Linked DNA regions of Mus musculus: all the other regions are linked to region 4. The links are chromatin contacts, called in public HiChIP or PLAC-seq and promoter capture Hi-C maps. All regions are on one chromosome and are shown on one strand. Each heading gives the region's core, a stretch centred on a gene start, on an enhancer-like site or on the middle of the called end of the contact. The rest is flanking DNA. Distances are from core to core; before and after follow the strand shown. Region 1 has its middle 53 kb from the start of G2e3. Region 2 has its middle 160 kb from the start of Prkd1. Region 3 has its middle 63 kb from the start of Prkd1. Region 4 overlaps Gm34304 (predicted gene, 34304).

Evidence for each region. Promoter capture Hi-C pulls out the DNA fragments that hold promoters and counts their contacts. HiChIP or PLAC-seq counts read pairs in DNA pulled down with a chosen protein or histone mark.
Region 1: a promoter capture Hi-C map of hippocampal neurons shows a contact between it and region 4, with 4 times the contacts expected there. The contact joins two enhancer-like sites. A contact is called at or near these places in 5 of 39 promoter capture datasets (cranial neural crest, embryonic stem cells, frontonasal cranial neural crest and 2 more), 1 of 484 Hi-C or Micro-C datasets (cortical neurons) and 1 of 115 datasets of contacts at active chromatin or transcription factors (stem cell-derived neural progenitor cells).
Region 2: a contact with region 4 is called in an H3K27ac HiChIP or PLAC-seq map of VIP interneurons, with 7 times the contacts expected there. The contact joins two enhancer-like sites. A contact is called at or near these places in 1 of 39 promoter capture datasets (embryonic stem cells), 4 of 115 datasets of contacts at active chromatin or transcription factors (VIP interneurons, astrocytes, embryonic forebrain and 1 more) and 3 of 9 other capture datasets (adipose tissue, liver and pancreatic islet).
Region 3: an H3K27ac HiChIP or PLAC-seq map of VIP interneurons shows a contact between it and region 4, with 11 times the contacts expected there. The contact joins two enhancer-like sites. A contact is called at or near these places in 2 of 39 promoter capture datasets (embryonic stem cells and hippocampal neurons), 10 of 484 Hi-C or Micro-C datasets (the AML12 cell line, cerebellar granule neurons, cortical neurons and 7 more), 6 of 115 datasets of contacts at active chromatin or transcription factors (VIP interneurons, embryonic forebrain, embryonic stem cells and 2 more) and 1 of 9 other capture datasets (adipose tissue).

What each region holds. Positions count from the first base shown.
Region 1 is chr12:51,292,704-51,297,317 of GRCm38.p6, reverse strand. No RefSeq gene overlaps it. Among named protein-coding and RNA genes, the nearest start is that of G2e3, 53 kb to the left of the region's middle. Within about 2 kb of position 2,342, at least 11 of the 459 cell types and tissues checked have an H3K27ac peak or open chromatin away from gene starts, as enhancers often do. A contact at or near this core is called in cortical neurons and hippocampal neurons, where this site is marked.
Region 2 is chr12:50,807,243-50,812,133 of GRCm38.p6, reverse strand. No RefSeq gene overlaps it. Among named protein-coding and RNA genes, the nearest start is that of Prkd1, 160 kb to the right of the region's middle. Within about 2 kb of position 2,988, at least 2 of the 459 cell types and tissues checked have an H3K27ac peak or open chromatin away from gene starts, as enhancers often do. A contact at or near this core is called in VIP interneurons, where this site is marked.
Region 3 is chr12:50,710,315-50,714,701 of GRCm38.p6, reverse strand. No RefSeq gene overlaps it. Among named protein-coding and RNA genes, the nearest start is that of Prkd1, 63 kb to the right of the region's middle. Within about 2 kb of position 1,916, at least 6 of the 459 cell types and tissues checked have an H3K27ac peak or open chromatin away from gene starts, as enhancers often do. A contact at or near this core is called in VIP interneurons, where this site is marked.
Region 4 is chr12:49,373,294-49,377,699 of GRCm38.p6, reverse strand. The region is part of intron 1 of Gm34304 (predicted gene, 34304); the gene reads left to right. Among named protein-coding and RNA genes, the nearest start is that of Gm34304, 6.3 kb to the left of the region's middle. Within about 2 kb of position 2,794, at least 32 of the 459 cell types and tissues checked have an H3K27ac peak or open chromatin away from gene starts, as enhancers often do. A contact at or near this core is called in VIP interneurons, cortical neurons and hippocampal neurons, where this site is marked.

The DNA of each region.
Region 1 (4,614 bases), core at 1,093-3,592, 1.9 Mb before region 4:
CACTGTAGCTGTCTTCAGATGCACCAGATGAGGGTGTCAGATCTCATTACGGATGGTTGTGAGCCACCATGTGGTTGCTGGGATTTGAACTCAGGACCTTCGGAAGAGCAGTTGGTGCTCTTAACCACTGAGCCCTCTCTCCAGCCTTGCTATCTAATTTCTAAGATCTTGAAATATTTTCCAGAAAACTGGAATTGTCTAATTAAATTGTATCATGGTAACTTAATATATTTTGTATAATTTAAATTACTTACAATTTATTGAGTTTCATTTTAGGGCTCAGAAAGGGGTCTATCTTGCTAAATGTTCCATATATACTATTTTATAAATGTTCCATATATCTACATTTGGTTGTTTATTTCTTAACAAATTTAAACAGGTCAAATCACCTCATTATGTTGTTCAAACTGTTTATGTGTCTATAAATTTTCACTCTACAGTTTCTATCAAATATTGAGATACGAACATTGAAATTTATGATTAATTAGATGTGCTCATTTCTCTTTAACTGTCTATTTCTCATTTGTTTATTTGAAACTTTATTACTTGGTGGATACATAGGTAGAGATATGTTATTTTTATAATTAACACCTTTGTTACAAGAGGTGGCTTTCTGAATTTTTGGTAACCTTTATTCTGAAATTCAGTTGGCAACATATAGTTTACACTTACTTTCTGTTGTTTTTATTGTAAATATGATAGATTTATTTCCATTCTTTTGTCTTCATAGAATCTTCAGGATTCAGAAGTCAATGGAGAAACAACAGCTTGAAAACATTGAAAGAAAAGATAGTTGTTAACCTAGAGTTCTATATATTTGAGCATTTTTTTCTTTCATAAACACATGGAAACTTTGTTTCTAGGCCTTTAAATGAGTTTCATTGTGCTATGGAAATGTTAAAGGAATTTCTGTAGGAGATTTGAGGCTGGGCAAAGAATGAGAAGTTTTAGATGTAAACAAATTGTGTTCAGGATGTCCACAGCAGTGTAAGCCTGTGACTAATGGAGTTTGGGATGTCCACAGCAGTGTAAGCCTGTGACTAATGGAGTTCAGGATGTCCACAGCAGTGTAAGCCTGTGACTAATGGAGTTTGGGGATGTCCATAGCAGTCCCTTCATCCTTTTACTTTAGAACAAGGTCTGAAATAGTGTTGAACAGGACTTACTATAGGTAAATACACTGATTAACATGTAATACCTTCTGAAATGCTGACAAGTTATCTATTGTGTTTTTAGATATCTTGTATTCATGTGGCATTTTTCATCTTATACATGCATTCATAGTCAATGTTTCAGATTAAAATTTTTTACAGATCTTTGTGTTTTTGTGTACAGAAGCGTACATAACACAGCTACCATCAGTTACTAACACCTTAGTATACAGGCAAACACATGCTCTGAAGTGTAAATCATACTTGATTTTAAGTGTCTACATCTTGTACCTCTTATTTCTTTTGGACAAGGTATGACTGTGGTAGTTGAGCCTTTGACCTAAAAGTCACTGTATAGCCCATATCTCAAGTTACTTTTTTCTGACCTCTACCTACAAAACACTAGGACAACTTCTATGTACCACCATGCCTAGCTTGGCTCTTGTTTTAAAAATTATTTATTCATACATCCAACAATAATTATTGTGTTCTAGATGCTGTCCTAAGTTCTGGAGATAAGCAATAAAGTTCCTACTTCCATGGTGCCCACATTCTAATGGAAGGAGATAGAAAATAAACATGTAAACAGATATTCGTGTACTATGTCAACTGATGGTTAGTTATAAAGGAAAACGATAGAGAATTGGGAGCTCTATTTTATGTTGTGGTATCTTTGAATCCCCATACTAAAGCAATCTTGAGCATGGACAGGAATAAGCTGGGGGGGGAATTCCAAGATAGAAACACACTTGGCAAGCTCTAGGGACAGGAAGGATGTCAAGTGGGTAAAGTAGCATACATGTGAAATGTGGGAAGGAAATGAGCTAGGTGGAAAGCAAAAATAGGTAGGCATCTGGCCAGAGGGATGATTGCAATTATGTTTTGTGTAAAATTGAAAGCTACTGAAGGCTTTGGAGGTAGGAAGAAGACATAATTTGACTAACATTTAAAGGATTCTATTCTGGCTGCTGTGTGGAGAAGAGTATATGGCGGTCAGGAAAGGAAGCCAGGAGTCTGTAACGATGGCAAGTATTTCAACATGGCAAAGCTTTAGGTTATCTCTCTGCATCTTGTGCTCTGCTAATTATATAATCCAATTGTAATTCTGGGCACAGCTTGCCGTGCTTCGTTGGAGCATTCTGGTTTTGTGGTTCTAAAACAACATTTGTATCCAGTTGGAGGCTTATCTAAGGAGTTGCTCTGAGCATTTGGGTTGTAGTTTATTTTAGTATTGTTTCAGCTATCCATTGCTACATAGTACATGTACAAAAATTTAGTGGATTAAAATAATGACATTTGGTTTGCTCACAGATCTTTCATTTTGGCTGAAGTTGCCATTTCTGCTTCTCTCTGATGAACTTGGCATCAACTGAGACGGTTGGAATCATCTGGAGATGGGGTTACCCACACCTCGCAGTTGATACTAGCTGTTAGCTGGGTCCTCAGCTAGGGTCAGCATTCATAAATAAGCACAGGTCACTTTTCCATGTTTCTCCCTTACAGCATGGTGGCTTGGTTCTGAAGGGCCAGCACTGTAATGGTGGCTGGGTTCCCAGTGAGAGCGAGGGGGAACCAAGGATAGCTTTTCTGATCAGGTTCCAAAGACATGCACATTCTTTTATGAGGCTTTCTGTTCCCTAAAAATAAGTAAAAGTAATGCTGATCCACCTCTAAGAGGAGAATTGGAGCTGGACTTTTGGCTGCTTTGTGGGTTCTTCTTTTCTTCCATCCTTCTCCACCCTTTCAGCCCCCTAACACTAGGCAGGAGAGGAAAACAGAATAAAAAAAGAAAGGGGTGGCATTATCATTAGACTACTTCCTGTTGATTTGAGGTGTTAAGTTCCTTGGGGCAAGTTTGATCTTCACTGTTTTTTTTTTCTTCTTATTTCTGCTTTGTGCAGGACTACTTAACAAACTACAACCAACAGCAACCAACCAACAACCAACAATCTACTCAACCAATCTCTTGGGGCCCTAGCATTTATATGGCCTCTGAAATCCCCCCAGAATTCTAAACATCACACAATCACAGAAACAAATCTGCTTCTGGCAAAACCTCACCCCTGCTAGATCATGAGCCAAGTCACTTGCTGTGGACTATCAGAAGCAGCCACATATCCCATACCTGGGATTAAAATGAAAACATATTCTCTTAATAGTTCTGTGTTTTTCAAAGAAACCAAAATTCTCACTACAGAGAATCAGTTGACACTCTTTATAGAAAGATCATCAAACCTCATGATGAAGGAGATTAAATTGACAGAGTGGATCCTTTACTAATGTTGTTGTTATTATTATTATTTTATTTTTTTTCAAGACAGGGTTTCTCTGTGTAGCCCTGGCTGTCCTGGAACTCAATCTGTAGACCAGGCTGGCCTTGAACTCAGAAATCCGCCAGCCTCTGCCTTCTGAGTGCTGGGATTAAAGGCGGCGCCACCACTGCCCAGCTACTAATGTTATTAGGCTTAGAAGGAACAGGTCTTCTTCAAGAGGACCACAGAAATGTTGAAGAATAGTGTTGTGAAACAGTTTCTTTTAAGACTGAAACATTCTATCCTTCAGGGAAGCTCCTTGGTCAGGAAAGTAAACAACTCAAAATAGCTTCAGGAAGTCCCTGGAAATGATCAGATTCACTAGGCCCCTCCCTGCCATAGTAAACAATAAAAACTGCAAAAATTCAGACAAGCCAAGCTTCAAGGAAGACTTTTGAGACTAGACCATCGATCTAGGAAAGCAAAAACCAACCAAGCTGCCTGGAAGAAATTTAGACAAATGAAAGAACACTTGGAAAGGACAGTTGTGGAGAGCCGGTATGTGCTGCGAATAATCGTGTGCGTGCCGCCAGTAATCTCTGAGGAGAGCCGTGTGTGCCGCGAGCAATCGCCATTATAAGATGGCGCAGGCCTCTGCTGTGCCTAACTAGTAAACAAGCCTTGTACGCAGGTGCGAGAGTGAATTCACTCCTAGTCACTCCCATTCTCGGGGTGTAATAGTGGGGTGATGGGCGAGCTACGAATCAGGAGCTGTCACGCCATATCAGGTGCTGAAACGTCACGCTGCGGGTTATAAAAGCAGCGCCATTTTCCTGGTTCGGAATCTTCCTGAGAAGCAAGCAATAAAGCTCTTGCCGCAGAAGATTCTGGTTTGTTGCGTCTTTCTTGCCGGACACTCAATCTATTGAGCTGCCTTCAGGCTGTGCAGTGTGAAGGAATCTGCACACTGCAAGGTACTCCCTCCTCTGGACCCCAGGTTAAGCCTAAACCACACCCAAATATCCATTTTCATAGAGAGATCCATTATTAAACAAGGAAGAAAAGTAAAGTGACTGGTTTATGACTCAGGTAAAAACTAGCAGCAAATTGAAAGTGTGGGTGTAATTTTTAAGAGGACAAAAAGAGGTCTGTGTTAGAATGGATGTGGTGGTATGTTTTGATTGGGGATGTTAATTAGGGCAGTCAAAGGG
Region 2 (4,891 bases), core at 1,739-4,238, 1.4 Mb before region 4:
CTGTTAAAATAGAAATGAAATATTATGTCTAGTTTACTTTTATCATGCAACAATTGATGACTTGTGATTCTGATGGTTACAGTGATCTTCTCCTTAGCTCTGAGAACATACCAGACATCCTCAGAAATGGCCATTGACTGGTAAGTGGTGTGTGTGTGTGTGTGTGTGTGTGTGTGTGTGTGTGTGTGTGTGTGTTTACTTTTTCTTTCCACGAACAGAATTGATGAAGGGTTTCAGAGCACAACAATGAATAAATGAATCCCAGGAAGGATGGCAACCTTAAGTTTTCCATATATGGGAAATTTTAATGAAGCTGGAATTCTCTTCAGCCATCTCTTTGTACCTCATGCTTCAAACTAAAGAAAATGGCATTTTCCCTGTGGCTGTTTGATGCTTATGTCATTACTATAATTCCCACAAGTATTCCCACAGTATGCTTTCTGTTTCTAATCTCTTATTGTTCTTTCTTAGGAATCAAGAACCAGGAAGGCCAGCTTACTTACAGAATACTGACCCAAGCCAGGATGCACTGTTTCTTGTGGATGACACAGAGCCCCCCACCTCCCAAACCACTTGAGGAACTAGAGAGAAAAGCTCACGCGAAGCATGAGATCTATCCGGATGAACAGAGAAAATGACTGCAATACGTCATGATTTTATTCTTGCTGGCAGCTCAGGGTAAAGGGTATGCTAATTCCAGACAAAATACCAATCCTTAGGGAAGGCTCAAGGAAGACGCCCTCATACAGTGGCCAGTCAGGATTCCCCTTGCTCAATGGCATGGACATATGCTTAAAGAGAGAAACAGTCTAAACAGTAGTAATATATTCATCTTAATCTGTTATCGAAGAAAGGATGAGAAAGAAGTTAAATTAACAACTTATGCTTTCCTCTGACACAGTGGACCCTGGGAACAATTTTCACTTTGAACTGAATAAATTGCTAAAACATTTTGTGAGTGTGTGTGAATAAGAATAACACCATGACACTTCCATTTCATTTTTACTGCCTTGTATGAAAAACTTACTGTTTTTATGTTTAAATTTAATTAGTCAGTTTCTTTGCTACCAAGAAACTGGGGCCTTCAGTGTGTGTGTGTGTGTGTGTGTGTGTGTGTGTGTGTGTATGTATGTGTGTGTGTGTGCTATCTAAATTAGCCTTGTACCTTTCGTTGCCGTAATAAGACTAGTTTCAGATTAATTTTATTGTTCTAAAAATTGCTAGGTTTCAGATAAGCTTCTTTGGCACCAATGATGAGCCCCATGTATTATTCAGAATCAGAGTTGCACAGTACTGAACACACCATTTAGAACAGTCAATGTTGCTAAAGGCCCCCAAATAAGATTTCGAGAAAGTCATTGCCTGGCAGCAAGGCTAGAACTAAGCTGGGTGGGCACCTGAGTCACCATACAGAGGAAGCCTCTGCTATCTTTGGTGGATAGGTATTCCCATAGTCCATATAAAAGCCAGAAACCCTGCTGCCAAAACGTGTGCTTTTATCACGGGTGCAAGAGCATGGATCTCTATGGTGCTGAAAGTGTCCGTCGGCACTGACCTGAGGTCAGGAGCTTCATTTTCTACTAGCTCTTGCTTTCTTTCACTCTGGAAATTGCAAACGGGTCCTCCATGTTGCTTTCAGTGCAACAATTGTGCTCATGTTCCTGATATAAACGTGTCTCTCATTCTCAGTGCTGGAGCTGACATGGTAGTTTCCCCCTCTATAATCATGCATTTGGCTATTTGAAGTGAAAGTAAGTTAATTGGTTACATTTCTGGTTTTTCTTTTTTTCCTTCAAAAGCCACCGTTTTTAGGTTCCATGAAGCACTTCGGGTCTTCGGGTCTGGGTATCACAGAAAATCGGCTTCTTCAAGCCTTTGCTTCATGTCACCTCTTTCCTTGTTTCTCCTGGTTTTGAATTCCCCAGGATCCTATCCATACTGAGCACCCCCTTTCTCTTAAGTCCTTAACAGCAATATCAGTTTTTCTTCTCTTCTCAGTTGTCACCTTCCGTATGAGGTGCTGATGGTTGACAGCGCACAGTGCTACATCGATTGCAAATGACCAAGATGTGTGACTGCATGCGTTTGTGTTTGGAAGGTGGCTGTTGTGAGTTGTGGTTGAACAGGCCAGTAGGATATGCTGACAAGGTGGCGGTAGAAGGATCACAAGTTAGAATATACCTCCCACAGTGAGGAAGGAGAGAATACAAATGCTCCCAACATTACAAAAAGTTCTTTTCACATGGATAATTCTACTCTGTTCAGTCTGGTTGAAACACGCTACCCAGAAATTTATTTTTACTTTTTGTAACTCTGAAGCAATGGAAGGGCTTCGAACACAGAGGAAGAGAATGTTAGATCCCAGATGTTAAGAGTAGTGGGAAGCATTTTGTTCTGAAACACTTTTCTAAGGATTTTTTCTTTTTGAGGAGGTAATATCTTTTATTTTATATACAGTTCATGACTCTGGGATGACATGGTGCATTTTAAAAACATGTCCCTGAAAAAAAATCAGCCTAGAATCAGTAAGGGTCGAACTGATTTCGCGGTTACCCGGATGCTCTCCTTTTGCCTGCATCTTCCTTTTCTTCTCTAACACTTCCTGCTTCTTAGTAAAGTAAGACCCAACCACTGGAAATCTGACTTTAAAAACAAGCTTGTAGACACACCCATCTCTAAAAGCAAGGATAAAGCGTACCAAGATTACTGCCTGTGAAAGGAAACTCGACAGAGCAGCAGATAGCCTAACGAGGACAGAGTCGATGTGGTCCTAAGTGCCATACATTTGGAGGAGGACACCTGTGCCAGGTCATGGCCCAGATAGCCAAATCTGATGGTGTCAGACAGACACCACTAAGTGAGCGAAGAGGAAATCTTTTCATACATCAACAGGGCGGATGCTTAAGTGTCATTAGCCTCCATCCTCCTGCTGAAAAGCATGAAGCAGAGATTGTGGTTTCCGTATCCTCTCACCAGATGCATTTTGTAGAAGGGCAGAACAGCAGAGGCTACAGGGGAGGAAGCCCTGTTCCACCCCTCCCCCTTTTTACTCGACCCACTCTTACCCTGCCCCCTATTCAGTTTTCACTGTGCTTGTTTGATAGTCAACCAAAATAGAAAGAGTCTGCTTAGGGCAGAATCTGATTTTATATTCTAAAACAACTCTTTGAAATTTCAGAGGAGCTAGTGTCATCTGGTCTGGCTCGGTGCCATACAGACAAGGTCACTATCTAATGAGAACCTTTTATCCTGATTATTCAATCCATTATTATATAAAAAAATGTTTGAAGGCAAAATGAACCACTCTACCCGTGTTTCGGATTCATCTCTCAAATGTAAACACTATTCATGATCTGAGATTGACAAGCTTGCATCTGCAGAGCTCTGAAGATGGTCATTTTGGGTTAGAAAATATCTCATTAATCAGAATGTTAAATAATCCACAGTACTTATATAATGTGTTATTATTTACCAGATTTGAGCAGCTCTATTTCCAAAGGCAGAAACAAAATAATTTCAACCAAGTGAACATAATATTAATGACAGCCGTTATTATAAATAAATTTAAAATGCTGCCAGGAAACATGTGAGGAAGAAAAAAGAAGAATTCTGCACTGGTTTTGCCCTCTTCAATGTGCACCACATGCCGCTGCACTCTCAGACACACGTTCCTGAAGATGTAAGCTACCCTCCTCTTAACAAAAGACGGTACTTCGTTTGGTGCAATTAAAAGATTTTTTTTAACAGCTTCTACAATGGAAATCTACAGGAAGCCAAGAAACCCAGCAAGAAACCAAAGAACTGTGTTAAAAAGAAACAGGTGATGTGTAACTGGAACACTGAAAAGGGGCCTGCTGTTGTCTCTCTGATATAAGTATGATAGTGAGCAACCCAGCCCTATAAACATCTATAAACATCTATAAACATCTATAAACATCTATAAACATCTACAAACATCTATAAACATCTATAAACATCTATAAACACCTATAAACACCTATAAACACCTATACACATCTATAAACACCTATAAACGTCTATAAACGCCTATAAACGTCTATAAACGTCTATAAACACCTATAAACGTCTATAAACGCCTATAAACGTCTATACACATCTATAAACGTCTATAAACGATCTATAAACGTCTATAAACGTCTATAAACGTCTATAAACGTCTATAAACGATCTATAAACGTCTATAAACGTCTATAAACGTCTATAAACGATCTATAAACGTCTATAAACGTCTATAAACGTCTATAAAGGTCTATAAACGTCTATAAACGTCTATAAACGTCTATAAACGTCTATAAACGCCTATAAACGCCTATAAACGCCTATACAAGCCTATAAACGCCTATACACGTCTATACACGTCTATACACGTCTATACACGTCTATACACGTCTATAAACGTCTATAAACGTCTATAAACGTCTATAAACGTCTATAAACGTCTATAAACGTCTATAAACATCTATAAACATCTATAAACATCTATAAACAAACATCTATAAACATCTATAAACATCTATAAACATCTATTTCAGGTTCCTTTTCTTAAGCTCCCTTTGAATTGGGAATTTTTTCAGTATGGTGGGATACTACTTTGCGCTTCTTTGTGGAATCGGAGTTAGAGCCTGTGTCCCTAAGGAGCTGGGTTGTCCTTGTTCAAACAGGACAAAGGAAATGGTGAGTCTCCATGAGTCATCCCCCAGTCTTCCTGGGCAGAGAGCACTGTTTCCAGTTGGAGGTGTGCTTCTTGACACAAGCAAACAGAATATGCGCTGGGAATGAACAACCCTGTATATCATCAATAACGTTAATGTTTAAGGCCTATAAGACTGAGGAGCACATCTGAGTTGCATTTTACGATGAAACATGCCCC
Region 3 (4,387 bases), core at 667-3,166, 1.3 Mb before region 4:
TCTTTAGTGCCAAGAAGCAGAAGATTTCCTAACAAGAGTAATTGCAATAGGATTTAATTATGTTGTCTGCAGCATAGGGCCAGTAACCTTAATGATAATGTTACAATAGAGAGCTCTAGAAATGGGTTCCGTAGGTAAAAATCGGAGCCCTATGTCTGTAATGCACACTTTAATAGCCACCGAAAGCCAGGTGCCATCAGAGTGCACCCAGCATCTATAAGACACTGAACATTAAGCAAGCTCTGCAAACTCCCAAGGCTTGAAGGGTGTCATCATGTTACAGTCACTTAGAAAACTGAATGATGATCTATCAGACATGTTTTAAGAAATACACAGTTAAAGAAAGGGTTATGATTTACAAATAACAAGAGCATTCTAAGTTTTGAACAAATCACGATAGATATAGGAGTGAAACAGAGCCCTGAGTTTAGAGAATAAAATAGATTAAAAAAAAATACTGAATCTTTTGTTAGCTGCTCCAAAATTGGTATTTGCATAATATAAAGTAGATCAGAAGGTAGCCCTTGTAGGCTTTCTAAATGTTATTTAAGGGCAAAATCTATGCATTTAATAATACTGCTTAATTCAGCTATTTCTTTAAAAAGAAAGAAACAAAAAAAAAAGAAAATAGAGGAAAAAGAAAATGTTGTAAATGTTCACTCATCAGCTTCCGTAGTACGCTTTTTGAATAACATGGAAATAGTATTAATGGTATATTAGGACTTCCATAATGCTTTTTATTTGAAAATCCCTGAAGCCATTGCAAACATTAATAACATGAACAAAAGTCCTAATAATAATACTCACTGTTCTCAAGCAGAAAAGATTACGAACCTCATTTTGTAGATGCCGAGGTTTAGTCACAAATAGGCTAAGGAAATTGCCTCTGACTACAGAGGCAGTCACCAGCCGAGCTGGCAATAGAAATCAATGCCTTTTGATTCCTGCATCCCCATTCCAGACAATGTACCATTTCCTATAGAAGCAAGAAGCTTTCTATCTGTACTTCCAAATGTAACATTTGACTTCAAAAGACTCTCTGAGACTTTCTAAACCTCCCTTCTCTCTTCTCTCAGTGCCTGCCCAGCACCTTTGTACCTTAAAATCAGACTCCATACCTAAATTGCATTTCCCTTATAATAGGGCCGTTTTGCTCATCCAGATTGGTAAATTATATTTTTAGTAATCTCACTTCAGTTAGTACGGCCATATAAATACTCAGAGCTGCCTTGTAGTGACCATTGTATTCCCTTATGTGATGTGGGAAATGTCACTCTACTCCTAAGTGTCGAGGGGTCTAGTCAGAAGGTCAGTGCATATGTTTGTTTCAGCGGTGGATATGAATTTAGTAATGGGTGACTTGGGTGTGGTCAAGCTTACCTGTTCATGCTGGAATCTGCAAACATTTGAATGAAAGTAGGAGTATTTGCTTGCTTCTCTCCACCCCTAGATTTGGACTCTTTATTGAACATAAAACTAAATGATATATTTAAAATATTGTTTCCCTATACTTGGTAAATATTTGTCTTAACTCTGTTTTGTGTTTGACTCCATGTCAACTAAGTACTTGGTCTCTTGGAGTCCTTGAGGACGTAGTACTCAGACCCACCGGTTTCCTCTCTGGTTGTGCAGCTTAATCAATTCCACTCGTCCTGTAGAACTGCTATAGAGAGGTAGGGGAGCTTCCTGGCCTCACTCGAGAAAGCAATGTTCGCTGCCTGTTCATATTTTTCTTAAAGCCCCATCTCTGGCCAGTCAGACTCAGTGCTGCATGAGAACTCCTCTACAGAATCTCCCAAACAAGGTGAAAAAAAATCATTAGTAGTCCAGTTTCAATCTTCTGCACAGCTCAGGCAACAATAAATGAGTAATTTGCCGCCCTTCGCTTTGGCAACCCGAGGCCTAATGATTACCCAGGGACAGGATAATGGGACCATAGTGATTACACTATGTTTTTCTAACCACTTTCAAGGCCTTTGCTTTCAGACCTGCCCTAATGAAAAGAAAGCTCTGAAATTGGGCCAGGTTTTTATTAAAAATATTCTGACAGGCTCTGCTTAGATAAATGTATTCACTTCTCAGATTTGAACCTTCTTCTGATTTGGAAGGCACAGGCTTGAGAGTAGATTTGATTGCCTGAACACTCTGATAATGAGGAAATGAGATGTTGGTTAATTCCATAAGCTACTGGAACGACTTATTTAAAGAAGACGCGATGATAACCTGTCTCTAGGATTTAGACAGTGAACTGGTTCAGTAAAAACTATGCAGAACTAGGAGTCAGAAAACCTCAAGAATCTCATTTTTTTTTTGCTTATGCTATAAGATTATAATGTGATCTGATGAATAGGAACTAATCCTCTGAGTTTCATGGTTACTGTAGGCAGCTGTCAGTCATTTTCTAGGTAAGATGATGATGGTGAGAGATGATAGTGGGTACATACAAATACATACAGAGGTACTATTAAGTACAGGTAGATGTGTGTATGACTAGTTAATTTTGAATATTATTCATGTTCTTTATTTATTCTGTGTATTGTGTGCAGATGGGTGTGTGGTTGTATAAACATGTTTATATGAATGTAGGAGCTAGAGAAGGTTGTCTGGAATTTTCCTCCATCACTTTATCTTGTCTCTGTCCACTCATGCTAATGTTATAGGCACACATTGCCATGACTGGCTTTGCATGTTGTTGTTAGAAATTGGAACCAGAATTGTAGGTATAGGGCTTATAGAGAAACACTCTGGTCCATTGAATCATCTTCATAAGCTCTCTCTCTTTCTCTCTCTCTCTCTCTCTCTCTCTCTCTCTCTCTCTCTCTCTCTCTCTCTCCCTCCCTCTCCCCTCCCCTCCCCCTCCTCCTTCCTCTCCCCCACTCAGTATAATGTATCCTGGGTTGGAATCCCTGTGTAGGAAGAAATTATCTTGAATTTTTCATCCTCTTGCCTATATCTAATATTGGGATTGCAGGTTTGTATCAACATGTGTTGTTTTAGCTGGTTCTCAGATTCAAACCCAACGCTTCATGCATGATAGGTAAGCACCCTACCAACCGAGTTTTCAACCTAGCCCCACCATTTAAATTCTATGTGAAGATCATGTTTACAGCATTCTGTCAGTTTCTAAGCAATTCTGCAAGTCCTACAAGAGCTATCGCTTTTCTTAAATAGCATTATGCACCATAATTACTCTGAGGCATTCAGTGTTTACCTGGGGAAAGATTAGTAAGCAAACTCAAATGAATGCTAGTTCTGTGTCCTCCTGACTCATTGCGTGCATAGTGGCAGAACATGTTTGTATGTATAATTAATCTATTTTTAAAATAATATATTTCTTATGGTATCTGGCTTAGATAAGGTCTGTAAGCCACCAAACATAGAATATCTTCAACTCCATGGAGGACTAAAACATCTCTGCTGGTCAAAGCTCTGACACTATTCTTAGAAACACAAGCAAAGAGAGATTTGAAATTGTGAAGACAAAGCAAGGAGGAGCACATGTTGATGAAGTGGCCACAATAGGAGATGAAATGCAGCCATACATGTGGCTTGGGAGCAGAACAGGATGAATGCAATAACCAGTAGTGTGACCTGAGTTCTGGGGTCACACAAAGCAAAAGGTAGCCATTTGTTAGTAAACAGCCCTTGAGGAGCCCAGCGAGAGGCTCTGGGTAGGAACACAACATTGAGAGTTGGCCATCATAGGTGTGAATAGCATGGGCTCAGGGTCACAGATCACAGCTGAGTCCACTATGCAAAGTGGGCAGTATTGGGAGAGATAAGAGTTATAAGAATTGATTCAGAAAGTTACAAAACAGGTGTGATAAATATATGAAGCAGACAATGGAGTTGACTACCCCATGTTTTAGAACACTCAAGAGTCTGCGGCTCCAGGAGGTCTGATAAAGCCAGTTTGTCAGCATATGTTGGCAAATAACGTTTCTATAATGCTTGAGAAAATATAGATCAAGATTTTTATGTTTAAAATTGAAGTCTTATTTTTTAAAGTAGCCTGTTTATGAAGAGGAAAAAAAGATATGGCAGTAGGTAAAGTTCAGAGATGGTTTTTTAGGATAGAAAAAACTGGGAGAGAAACTGAGTTGGAGACTGAGGACCAAGAAAGGGGAAACATGCTAGCATGAGCTTGTCAACGAGATGAGGTAGGAGATGAGTCCCAGCACAAGAGCAAGTGTAGCGTTGGGTCATAGGGGCAGGAGAGATGCCCCTTCATTTGAAGTTAAAGGTAGAGTTTCAGTACAGATAGAATTTTTAGGACTGTTCTCAAGTCCTACATGGCCTACCCTAGTAATTTGTAGAACCAATTAGTTCTTGAGTACAGTCCTGAAATTTTAGGCGGTGTTTATAACCACTGGTAAAGACGAGAAAG
Region 4 (4,406 bases), core at 1,545-4,044:
TAGATGTCTGGTTTTTGCACATCAGACTGGAAGTATGCACAAACAGATCAATATTTTTGGGCTTTATAGGTCATCTGCCATGGTGAACGCGGAAAGGGGGGGGGGAGGCGGGGGCGGAAACAGTTAAAGGTTGTGAGCTTGTATTGATATAGTGCACAAGTCTGAGCTGAAATACCAGTGCGTGGTGCTGAAGTTAATTCGAATATTCAATAACAACTAAGGAGTATTGAACCCAGTGGGGGAGAGCAGTTACACACCACTTCTCTGCGAATCTTCCCAAGAAGCTATACACACAGGAAGGAGACACCCGACAGAGCAAGCTAGATACAGTAGGGCACAGGAGCAAGCTACTACAGTCACCAAATGAAAACTAAAACAACTCAATTCCTTTTCAGAATTGATAAGAAAGGTGGTGGGATATTTTTATTATTAAACAATCCCTACTTGATTTATTTCGTCAAATTCGGTGTCTCCCTTCTGGCTTTGTCTTAAGCCAGGAGAGAGAAAGCAATATCAAGATAATAGCTCAGCTGGGCAAGTGTGGCTCAGCTGAGTGTGTGGGCTACAAACCTTCAGGCCAAGAGGCTCGCTCCCTCTTTCTGTCTTTCTTTTTGTCCTTCTACCTTCTCTCTCTCTTCCCCTCCCTCTCCTCCTCCCTCCCTCCCTCCTTTTTCCTCTCTTCCTTCTTTCCCTCTTTTCGTCTAGATTGTGAATTTGATAGATAAAAAAGAAGAGAAAATGGAAACTCAGAAGACCCCCCCTCCCGCCCCCCTTGCCGAGAGCAACGGCATGCATGCTGCGGCTGGCTGCTGGCTGCCGCAAGCTCTTTGAGCGCAGAGCCTAGAGAGGCTCATTCTGGTGCTTTCTCGCTTTAAGACTTCCAGAATGCCAGTAGGGCCAGGCGCTCTGCTCGCTCGGATTTCTGCCCAAGTAACCCACCGTTTGGGTTTAGAATAAATACCCCCAAAGAAAAAAGGCCCCCAATTAAGCTGAGTATGGGCTAACCATCTCGCATCCAAAAACTGGGCCTGGAGGTTTTCATAGAGGGAGTTCTAGGTCCAGACCACCTAATAACCCGTGAGTGGGAGAATACGGGTATTGAGTAGGTCTGGAATTGTACACGAAACATTATTTCCTAATTAATTAAAGTAATTCTCTATCTCTATTTATATTCATATACATGCTATTGATTACACGCCTCTATTTGCTTGAAAAAGTGCTCAGAGTATCTTTGGAGCACACTGCTCTTTCTTTGTCCCCTTGAACATTTACAGCTGATCTTGCGGCTGGTTGAGATCAATTAGCACTGGATTTTGCCCTGGGATTGCTCCCCAGGGCGGAAAAATGGAGCCAACTGTTCTCCAGAGACTTTATTCGCCCCTCTGTATCCGCCAGGACTCCGTAGGCAGTTCAAAATCCCAAGCCTTGGTTTCACTTGATTTTGTTGTTGTTGTTATTGATAAATATTGGGTCATACACAAGCCACTTGTCAGAGCCTTTGGCTCCATCTCACAGCGGCAGCTCCTAGCGGGGCGTTTGAGTCTTGTCCTAGAAGCTGAAAAAATTTCCTGGGACGAGAACTGCACATTCTCTGATCCTTCAGTTCCGGAGATATCCCTATAGGATCATAGCCCTGCCTGTCTGCTGTCAGGTTCATTCCTCGATTTGTTCCAATATATGGACACTGAGTAGATGGGTGTGTTCTACCCATTTAAAAAATTGTGATTGGGAGGGGTGTTGGTAAGTTGATGCTGGTCCTATAGCTCCCTGCAAAGCCCCCCTCAAAGCTCAAACAGATAGTCATTGTAATTGTGGGGAGGTGAGGATGAGCCGGCAGGTAAGGCACTTGAGGGTTGTGTAATTGGAGTGTTGTATACAGTTTATCTTTCAGCTGTGCTGTGTATATTTCTCCCCCTTGATACATACTGCATATGAACAGAACCCATGGTCGGCTTGTCTTGGCATGTTTGAAGCCCTAGACACCTAACAGTATCATTACAGGAAAGAGACAAAGCCCCAAAGACTCCATCCAGGCAGGGAGGTGACTGCCTTTGGGGCGAATGGGGAGTTTCCTTGGCACTGAACTTGTCAGGGGAGCAGAGCCACTGCTGGACTCCCCTGACTTCAGGGCTTTCCGATGCTGAACTAGTGTTTGTGTGTGTGTGTGTGTGTGTGTGTGTGTGTGTGTGTGTGTGTGTGTGTGTTGTAACCAACTGATTTCCGACATTTCAAAGAGATTCTTTCTATTTCTCAGCATTACGGAAATGTACGTTGCTGGAAAAGCAGTAAAAACAAGCATAGAACTGCAATTTTCAAGAAAATAGGATCTCCAAATATAAAAATAAAAAAGTAGCAGATAAGATGTATAATTCAATCAAATTACACAAAATTGCTTGAGAATCCAGAACAGTAGCGATCCATTATGCCTCTGTTTTATTAGTGACAAGTACAATTACTCTAAAATAAAGAACACTGGTGAATATATAATTGGCTGTAATCATGTTAGTGTTTGAATAAAAATGACGGGAACATTTAACACTTTGACAACAAAATGTTCAGAAATAACTTATTTATTCAAACAGTTTTTTATTTTCCACCAAGCGAAGGAGAAACACAGTTTGCTTAGGAAAATCAATGACTTTTCCCTGCAATAAATAAATACCCCAAAGGGGAAAAACAGCCCCACACCTCTATATTATTACTACTATTATTTTTAACCACCAAGAAGCTTAATCCTATTTGAAGTCAACATTTCACATAGCGGTTGTTTGGTACTAAAGTCCGCCACCTAGAGGAACAACTGTATAATGCAATGCCAACCCCTTTACCCCCGCGGTGACCCGGAGAATCAGTTAATATTCTTTGCAAATTGCTGTCCAAACTAACTCCCTCACTCCACCCCCTCATATCCCCTTCCGCCCTGAAACATCGTCACAATATTTTCTTAGTAATTGTTATGCGCGGTTGACAAAAACCGGAGACTTTCTCCGTTAGTGTAGATCTCCCGGGAAAGTGCCAGGGAGTGCACCGGGGAAGCGGGTCAGGATTTGGAAGGTGCTGGAGAGGCAATTCTCTTTTACCTGGGGTTCATTTAGAGCAGCCCGATTTCAGGTCCCTTAAAGGAACAGTTTAAGAGAGAATCATCTTAGTCTGGCTCCCTCTGGTTTTGCGCAGAGAAAGAAACCAGTTCCCGCCCCCTGCTCCGCCGGCATACAAAATCTGGGCCCCTGCTTTTTATCTAATTAGTCCTGTAAGTTTTATCGACCCAGGTAGGCTACTGGGAATACCCATAATGCAGATTTTGTTTGGTTGTGTCCCTGGAGCCAGACCCACGCAAGAGAAAAATCTAGATTTTTGCACAGTCCTGTATTGTCAAGAAACGCATGCGGTTTGCGGGAGAATTTGGAGCTCCGCTCGGCAGGACTTTTCGCTTTTAAGTCTTGTTGGATCGCTTGGATCCAATGGGGAGATGGGGAGAACCACCCTACCTTCCCACTCACTTTAATTTAAGCTTTGGGCAGGGATACTCTAAAGGAGGCTAGGGCGGCTGGAAGAAGAATTTCCTAATGTGCGCTACATTCCCTTAGCGGACATTGCTGCCACCGCCGCAGCCTCTATGGTGATCCAGGCCAGACATTCAGCCTTCCCCATCTCACTTCAAAGTTTTATCTGCCCGAAGTTGCCTATAAAAATGTTTAAGCTAGCAGGACGAGAAAGGAGCAGAATGATTGAATTCTTTTTAAAAAATAAGTGTAGCTAGTACCCGAACTTCCGATGAGTTTTATCTCTTCGGTTCCCCTGGTTTCTTCCTTCCCTCTCTTCCTATTTTTTCTTAGATGTCTCACCTTTCCTTCCCTTTTCCTCTCTCTCTCTCTCTCTTTTCTAGTCTATGTCTACCAACTTTTCTCCAAGAATAAGATGAAGAGAGCGGAGGTGATGCCGAGACAGACCCTTTCCCCCCACTTTCCTGCCTCCTAGTCTCAGATGCTCCACGCGGGATTTGGACGCCCTCTGAGGGTTCTTCCTCTTCTTCTGACTCAATAGCAGTTCAATTAGGAACCATTAAACTATTTTCCTGGTGTATGTCTAAATTATTTTAAGGTAGTTAAATATGTATTTTAAAAATCACAAACACTAGATGGCTGTCCGGTGGCCTAAGGCCTGAGGGTTCTAAGCCCACTCCACCACTCTACCGCAAGGCCCTAAGAACTCAAATCCTCAGATTTTTTTTCCTTTTTTGGTTTATGCAAAGCTAGCTCTTCCACTCTTCACTCCGAGGTCTATCATCCCTCTCCTGCATTATATTAACAGCGTGCTAGCCTTCCTCTACGTGGGTAGGCTGCTAATGGGAACCACTTAATGCAACTGAAATGCTCATCTGTGGAGATTTTCCCAAGCAATGTTGG